3 separate regions of the Zea mays genome follow, and all the other regions are linked to region 3. The links are chromatin contacts, called in public Hi-C maps. All regions are on one chromosome and are shown on one strand. The core of a region is the stretch at or near the end of the contact, and the rest is flanking DNA. Distances in the headings are between cores, read along the strand shown.

Evidence for each region. A called contact is a pair of places that touch in the nucleus more often than the background predicts.
Region 1: a Hi-C map of ear shows a contact between it and region 3, with 1.7 times the contacts expected there. The contact joins the promoter of LOC103647221 here to the promoter of LOC100280393 in region 3. A contact is called at or near these places in 2 of 25 Hi-C or Micro-C datasets (ear and endosperm).
Region 2: a contact with region 3 is called in a Hi-C map of leaf, with 5 times the contacts expected there. The contact joins the promoter of LOC100280507 here to the promoter of LOC100280393 in region 3. A contact is called at or near these places in 6 of 25 Hi-C or Micro-C datasets (endosperm, leaf and root tip).

Annotation. Positions count from the first base shown.
Region 1 is chr2:75,462,444-75,465,143 of Zm-B73-REFERENCE-NAM-5.0, reverse strand. It overlaps LOC103647221 (transcription factor BHLH156), which reads left to right and starts at 1,275. Exons shown (of 3, transcript XM_008671791.3): 1 at 1,275-2,071; 2 at 2,194-2,607; 3 at 2,699-2,700. The coding sequence starts at 1,526.
Region 2 is chr2:75,430,834-75,433,533 of Zm-B73-REFERENCE-NAM-5.0, reverse strand. It overlaps LOC100280507 (AKIN gamma), which reads right to left and starts at 1,326. Exons shown (of 6, transcript NM_001291619.1): 1 at 973-1,326. The coding sequence starts at 1,126.
Region 3 is chr2:75,652,128-75,654,827 of Zm-B73-REFERENCE-NAM-5.0, reverse strand. It overlaps LOC100280393 (60S ribosomal protein L37a), which reads right to left and starts at 1,435. Exons shown (of 5, transcript NM_001320713.1): 1 at 1,343-1,435. The coding sequence starts at 1,345.

The DNA.
Region 1 (2,700 bases), core at 26-2,525, 190 kb after region 3:
CCGTATCGCCGGCGCGCAACTCCTCCGCCGCCACAGTACTCAGCGTTTCCTCAGACGACGCGTCGGCCGGCGACGTAGCGTCAGCAGAAGAAGAAGAGGTCGGCATCGCTACGTACCGTCGGCGGCGGCGGGCGGTCTGCTTCACTCGGGCCAGATCTCCGGCGAACAAGAGCAAGGAGGGCAGACGAGTAGCAAGATGGTGGAAAAGGCGGCTAGGGTTTTCAAGGAGCGCGGAAAGATAAAGTTCAAAACGCGCCGCCCCCCGCCCCCTTTTATACACAGGGCACGGCGCTTCGGGAAACCCGCAGTCCAACAGTACGGTGTCAATCAACGGTCATGTCAAAAACCCCCGCGGAACCACTTCGAGCGAGGGCAGTGTCTCCGCCATCTAGCGACGTCTTCGGCACCAGATGACTTAGTCGAACTGGTCCCTCGGAGGGCAAATGTTGGGGCGAAGGCGAAGACGCCACCCTTCGCTCGATGCCTTCGCCGTAGTCGTTGGTCCAACGGAGACAAGACAACGGGCAGGGACACCCTTCGCCCCATACGACATCGGACGAAGACCTGTGACGAGGTCGTCCCACCTTGCGACCTCGTCCAGCATGGAGGCCCACGTGTGATCCGACCCATTGTAACAGGCCCTGCGTGGCCGCTGCGCGTTACGGGCCTAATTTGTAAAGGCATCCCTGTAATTACAGTCTGTAACCCCGCTTTATGGGAATATTCCGGGGATAACCTAGGTGTCTGAGGGCACATGCGTCCTTAACACAGGATGCTGTGCACTCAGATACCTATAAATACCCCCGCACAGTGCCCTTTAGATGTTAGATTAATAGAGCTTTTGCCATCTTGTGTGAGAACCCTGTTTACGTCAACTCTCACCCCCGTTGGATCCCCTTGCACTTGGTAGCAAGTTCCAACAATTATATAGAGGATTTAGTAAAGATAATATTTGGATGCTTTTCATGAATATTCAGGGAACGTCTATGCAAAAGCTGTTATGTGTGATGAACTTAACCGTTTTGAGTAGTTATTGTTTACAAAATTTATTCAATAATTGATATATTTATTACCATTTATTTAAATATAGACATAAAAATGAAGATACGAAACAAACACTAATTTGGTGTCGAGGGAGTATTGAGGACAGCTGTTTTGTTTCCAGTTTTTTACTCGAAGAAACTTCGAGGAATGCATCCAATAATTAATTGCCTTTCAGCAGCTTCTGATTGAACACTGATGCCTTAGGAACCATTTCTAGAACATTCCGGCTGATGAATATCTAATTCGCCAAGGATCTTTTATTTTGAATATCTAATAGGCTGACGGCTTGTTTCGTGACAACCTGTATTTACTGCGCTTATCTAGAATCTTACTGTCCTAATCCGTTTCAGACTAGACTACTAGAGCTTATATATATAACGAGCCCGCCATTAGCGGTCTTGGCCTGCAAGGTCATCAGCACTCAGCAGTTCTGTTTCCAACGCAAAAGAAGATCAGGACCACCACTTGAAAGTCTTGAACCATGGACATGGAGCACCAGCTGCTGCACTTGGAGCGCTTCATGGCCAGCAGCCCGGGCTTCTTTACCGTCGACAGCGGCCAAGACCCCGCCCATTTTCCCAACGGCGGGTTGTTCGTGGAGCAGGTCGGCGCCACGGGTGGCGTCGGCGGCGACGACGGCGGGTGGGTGGAGGACCTCATGCAGCTCGGCGAGGAGCTGTTCGGTGGTCGGGGCGATGCCAATGGCACCGACGACGGCATGGGCGACGATCACTACTACCAGCAGTGGCAGTGCGACGACGGTGGCTCTCCAGACGGCGGTCCGCCACCGAGCGTATCCTTGGACGGCGACGCGAGCCCCCCTTCTGGGGAGCAAGAGCAAGGTACCGTGGAGCTCGCCTCCGAGCGGCACCCGCACCGCGAGGCCGAGGACGGCGACGACGACGTGTTGGGCGCGACGCGCAAGAGGAGGGACCGGTCCAAGACGATCGTGTCGGAGCGGAAGCGGAGGGTTCGGATGAAGGAGAAGCTCTACGAGCTGAGGGCGCTCGTCCCCAACATCACAAAGGTTAGGCTCCGACCGATCGGTTTAGAGGAGCTAGTTTATTTGGACCTTTGTTCGCTGGGGAGCTCGATCGACATAGCTGGTTTACATGCATTCGGCTCATGGTCCCCGCGCGCGCCGTGCAGATGGACAAGGCGTCCATCATCGCCGACGCGGTGGTGTACGTGAAGAACCTCCAGGCGCACGCGAGGAAGCTCAAGGAGGAGGTCGCGGCGCTGGAGGCGCGGCCGAGGTCGCCTACCGGACAGCACAGCGGGCCGGCCGGGGCTGGTCGACGACGCCACCAGCAGCAGCAGCAGGAACGCCGCCGCGACGCGGGGAGGAGCGCGGGCTCCGGCGCCCGGGTGACGCACGTGGGCGCGGTGCAGGTCGGCGAGGGCAGGTTCTTCGTAACGGTGGAGTGCGAGCGGCGGGACGGCGTGGCGGCGCCGCTGTGCGCGGCCGCGGAGTCGCTGGCGTGTTTCCGGGTGGAGACCTCCAGCGTCGGTGGCCGGTCGGGGCCGGACCGCGTCGTGTCAATGTCAACGCTTACGCTCAAGGTATTGCTTTGCTTGCGAGTGCGTTTGAATTTGGTTAACCATGCATGGATTGGCCAGTCATTTGTGTGGAATGTCGCGGCTGATTGTGCAGGG
Region 2 (2,700 bases), core at 77-2,576, 220 kb after region 3:
CATTGACTTACCTAAGCGCGGAAAGATTCGGAGTTAAGATAGAGAGTTGTTGGAGAGCAGTTCTTTTTATCTTGCTAAAAAAATCTAGATTAGGAGTGAGAGTTTTGGAAACTCTTGGAGATAGCAGGTTCACAACTAAGACAAAATATGGTAATGGGAGCCTCACTGTTCGAGAAGATGCCTCTTGCAATCATGGCAGCTCGATGATTTCTGAGCAAGCTGATAATTATGAATTATCCACATCAACCCACACAGTGACACACATCATGCCGACAAAGAAAGTGCTCCACGTCTCTTGCTGAGTTGGTCAAGAGATGAAAACGACACCCCAACTAACATACATATACTTGTCTTATGTACTATTAGACCTCTACCGCATCACTGGACCTAGGAAGGAAAAGAACGAGATATACGTGTAATCTGATATCAGAGAAATCGTGTGACACTATCACTGTATTAAGAACAGTTCGTCAAGGCCCATGCATTTGGTTCAGAGAAGACATGCCCACTGAGCTGACCATAGGAGGCAAGGGCTATAGAGAACATCCACTGGATCGTCCATTGAAATAAGACCTTAAAAATTCCATGTCTGCAACCCTGAAATGACAAGAACGGCAACCTAGCACAGACTGGCTCTACTGGAGCAGATCAGCACCACAGTGACATATGAGCAAGGGGCTCCTGCCAACGCCAACAAAACTACGATACAGACACAAATAATGCAACTGACACCGGAACAAGAGAGCTGTTCGACTGGATCACACAGCACGCGAACGCGAACTCAGATGTGACGCTGGATGGATACAGAGGTTTACGTTTCGCTACATCAAGACGATTTTTTGAAGAAAAAAAATTATTTCGATTGAACACGCACGAGGGACCGGATACAAATTAGCGAGCAGTACAGTAAGCAAGGCACGAAGGAGGAGGGGGCGAGGCAACCGCAAAAGTAATTGATAAACAGGATATCACCTTGGGACGGGTGCGTGCGCGGGAAGGACGCGACGGGGATGTCCTCGAAGCAGGAGTTGAGCTTCTCCGACGGCGAGAGCTGCGGCTCCGCCACCTCCCAGAGGTCCTCCACCCGGTGGCCGATCTCCGCCTCGGGGCTGCGCGGGCTCTCCATCTCCTCCAGCTCTGAACCCGTGCCCTCTCCCCCCCTCTTCTCGCTTGAACCCTTTTCTGCGAAGGCTAGACGCGTCAAGACTCTTGAGCCCCCTCCTCTCTTGCGCTTGCTGGTTGCAATTGCAAGTGCTGCTCTGCTCCCACCACCTAGTAGGCTCTTGTGATTATTACTGTAGATAAGCTGCTACGAGAAGCCAGTCGCGACCGCGCGCTACCGATGACGACGCGGAGCAAGCCGCTGGTGCCTACTAAATACTAATACCGCCGTCTTGCTTTGCTTCGGCCGCAGTGGAGTGTGCTCTGCGGCTGCGCTTGTGCGCGTCCCGTCAACGGAAGGGGGGACGACCTCACGAAGGCGACCGAGTGCCGCCGGTCGGATGGCCCTCGGGGCCCGCCACGGAAGGTATGGTCCACATGTCACTGAACAGGTGGACACGCCGGGCAGGTTGTACTGCTGGTTTCGCCTAGTACTGCTAGTGCTGAAGAAAAACCGCTGCGGCACCGACTACGATCCCGGGGATCGGCTGGATACGACGACGTGGCATCTACAACGTTCCACAAATGTTGAAAAATGCGCCAATGCACGCCATTGTAAAAGACAGTTTTGTTAGTAAATATCATGTGATATTAATATTTTAAAGATTTAAAACATAATAACTAGATAAAATAAGGACTTTAAGAGTGTACTTGTACAAAATAAAAATCATAATTAGAATCCTGTATTATTTTTTTATCTCAGCCACACTAAGGTCATGTTTAGAATATGTAAAACTAATGGTTAACTAGCTAACGAATTGTTAGCCGGATTAGTTTTAGCAAGCTCATAAATTGTTAGCTGGATTGAGTCAACTAATAAATTAACTGTTAGTTGTGAACTAATTAATAATTAGTAGAGCATTAGCTAAGAGTGATTAGAAAACTGTTAATTTTAGCAGCTAACTATTAGTTCTGAAGATTATAAATATAACCTAAATACATACAATTAACCAAAAAGTATAAAAGTATATGAAAGTATATGAACTGGTCACCCTCTTAAGGGACCGGGTGATAAACGGAAACGGCTCTGGTTCTATCTAGGACGGATACTGAGCCAACTCGATTCAGTTTGGTTCGGCTTATTAAGAAATTGAGCCAGAGAATCGGCTCGGCTCGACTTGTTTGTGAGCTTGAGATGGTTTATTTAACTCGCGAGGCATGACTAAAAACAATATATATACAACAATATAATTAATTGATAATTAATTCTAGACCAATTTAACACTAGAAAAGTGTAATAACACTCACAATTTCACATTCCACATCAAATAAACATCAAACTAAAACAGTTCATCACTTATTAGTGCATCCAAAACAAGTGAAGGCTGTGTTTTGCTGAAAAATACGAGCTCATTTGAGTTATTGAGCTAGCTTAAACTGTCTCATTAACAAACCGAGTTGAGATGTTATCTCAGCTCATGACAAAATTAAAATGAGACGAGTCAAATTAAGCCGAACTTACCGTGAGCCGAGCGAGCTGAGGGCCACAAGTATTTTGTCCGGCCCTAGTTTAGTCTAAATGTTTTTATGTTGATTTGT
Region 3 (2,700 bases), core at 186-2,685:
AGGAAAACTATAATTTCTTAAACATTATATAAGTAAACCATTAAGAACCATACAGTTCAGCTAGTCACTATTGACTCTCCAATAGCAGCAAGAGAAAAATTACTCCATACACATCTGAACGAAGGAAATACAACTAAAATCAACACAAGTGAAAAAATATTATGGCCTACTGATTTATACTAGTGGTATTTGAATGCTAAACTTAGGACTGTATACTACTTTCATGTTGCATGCTGCCAGGTACAGCTTCAGATTACAGCAAATGTGTCAGCTGACCGGGTTGGATTTATGAAAATGTTTTATTTTTCATTAAGTTGGAGACCATGTTGGATTTATCAAAATGTTTTATTTTTCATCAAGTTCGATAACTAGTTTGTCTTTACAGTAAACAAACAATGTATTTTTCCAATATGCTTGAACTTGCACAAGTACTAACAATGTAAACCAAACATACAGCACACCTAAAAACTGATAAAATGTTATGTACATTCACATATACTTGTCACCATGCGTTCGACTGGCAAAAAATATAATTATAATCTACCAAATAAGATATCTTGAACATCTAGGTTGGTGATGGTATATTGACACATCCAGATTGATTTATGATAATAAGTATTTATCAAAAAATCTCACAAATACAATGCTGTAGAAAACAGATGGTCAAATCTTTGAAACCATGCAAAATCAAAAGTGACAAGTAATTGAGCTTACAATTTGGAACGGAGTGAGTACACCACTGCCTTCAACATGTTTCCATTTAACATGTGATCACCAATAGAATTTGAAAGGCTAAGCCTATATAGGACTCAAATGCGGAGCGCAAACAGGCTTTACGGAAATAGTTTGCCTTCTACCTTAAGTGTAGCAGGTTTTGGGCACCTTACCATTGCAAACCTGAGGTAGCAACTGCTCCAAACCTACCCTGCACAAAAGGCGTTGTGCAATGCTAAATTGCACAATCCAGCCTAGTGACAGCCTAGCAAAATCCAACTACGATGACGACCCTACAAACAGGCTAGCAATAGATTGCAGTTTAGAATTACATTGTTTCTGTCATGCTAACAATACCACCACATTTCACATAGGCCTATCTGGGTACCCTAATATCTCAAATTTCCATGGAAACACGACTGGTACAAAGCATGATTGCTGGCACGCCCCTATCAAGAAAATTAAACTATGGAGCCTTCGAATCCATATCGAACTGAAGCTGCTGGGCTACCAAGTCAAACACTAGGATCTCGCTCGACACATAATAACAAACGTCCACAACTAGGCATACACCGTACACAGATACTTAGTAACGGGAAGAATGGGAGGACGAGGAGAAGCGGCGTACCATCTCGGAGACGGGAGAGGAAACGAGGTGCGGGCTGTAGCGGCGGCGTGCTGAGGGTAAGCTCGCAAAAGTGGCAGGAGAGAAACTATATATATGAGGCGCTAGGGTTTCGTGGAAGTCTATGGATGCGACCTGCTATTATGGGCTGGGCTTAAATGGGCCCTGATTTTGGAACTGTTTTATCCCTTTTTAGTTTAAAATTTGAAAGATATTTAATAAAGTTTTTGAATTAAAATGTTTTAAAATTACAAAAAAAAAGAAGATGACTGAGATAAAACATATATATACAAAATATTTCAATCTTATGAAAACATATTTAAAATATTTAGAAACATGTTTAGCTTAAGGAAAATAGAAAAGGTTGAAAGCAAGATGTCAAAAAAGGTTAACCATGATGTTTAAGAGGTAGAACAAATTAGATAATGTTGGGGGCCTTTTCATGCTGAAGCTCCTCAAAACATTAATATATATTGTTCTAAGTTTGTTTTAGAACCTTGGAAGTAGTGAACTTGACCTTCGTCTGAAAACCTTCGGTTAAACCATGTACTCACGAAAGTAGAGCCAGGAAGCTTCGGCTCTATGGCTCAGACGCACGACAACAAGCCAACAAAGCTAAAGGAGAGAAACCCAGAGGCCTATTCAACACGCCTACAAATGAAAAGATAATGACGTCCCTGGAGGGTTATGTAGTCTCAATGTATAGGACTCGAGGGCATATTTGTAATCTTAGATCGAGTTGTATTGTGGCTCTCCACTAAAAAAATAGGTACAATGTCATGCAGAGACACATTTTTGGAGGAGAGGACATGGGAAATCAGAATCACTCTACTTCCGAAGTTGTACCTTCGCATCCTTACCTTAACTCCCGAAGGTACACTTGTAATTGCTTGTAACTTAAAAGGTATAATAAAAGGATTATACTAGTAGCGGTCTCTCTCAAATGTTTTCATTCTATCCTATTATGTTATTTGGATATCTTTTATTATATCAACCTTCTTCTCCTGGTCTTTTTTAATGAATAGAATGTGGGGACGAAAGTCTTTTCCCTAATTGTGTTGCCCTATTTTTGTCCCGATCAAGAATCAAAGCACGTGACCAACATTGGCATACACCTTCGTTGAACTCATGACTACAAGCATCTATCTATCATGCCTCCAAAGAGGACCGCAGCTCCCGCCTTAGTTCTTCCTCCCATTGATCAGATCTAGGATGAAGAGGCGCGTCTTCTCGAGGCATAGAAAGGGAAAAGCAAGGACACGAATCCTCCACCACAAGATGATCTTGACCTAAAAATTGAAAATATCAAAGCTATTCATCAGCAAGTCGAGAAGCGACCAGAGAAGATGCTTCGGGTCTCT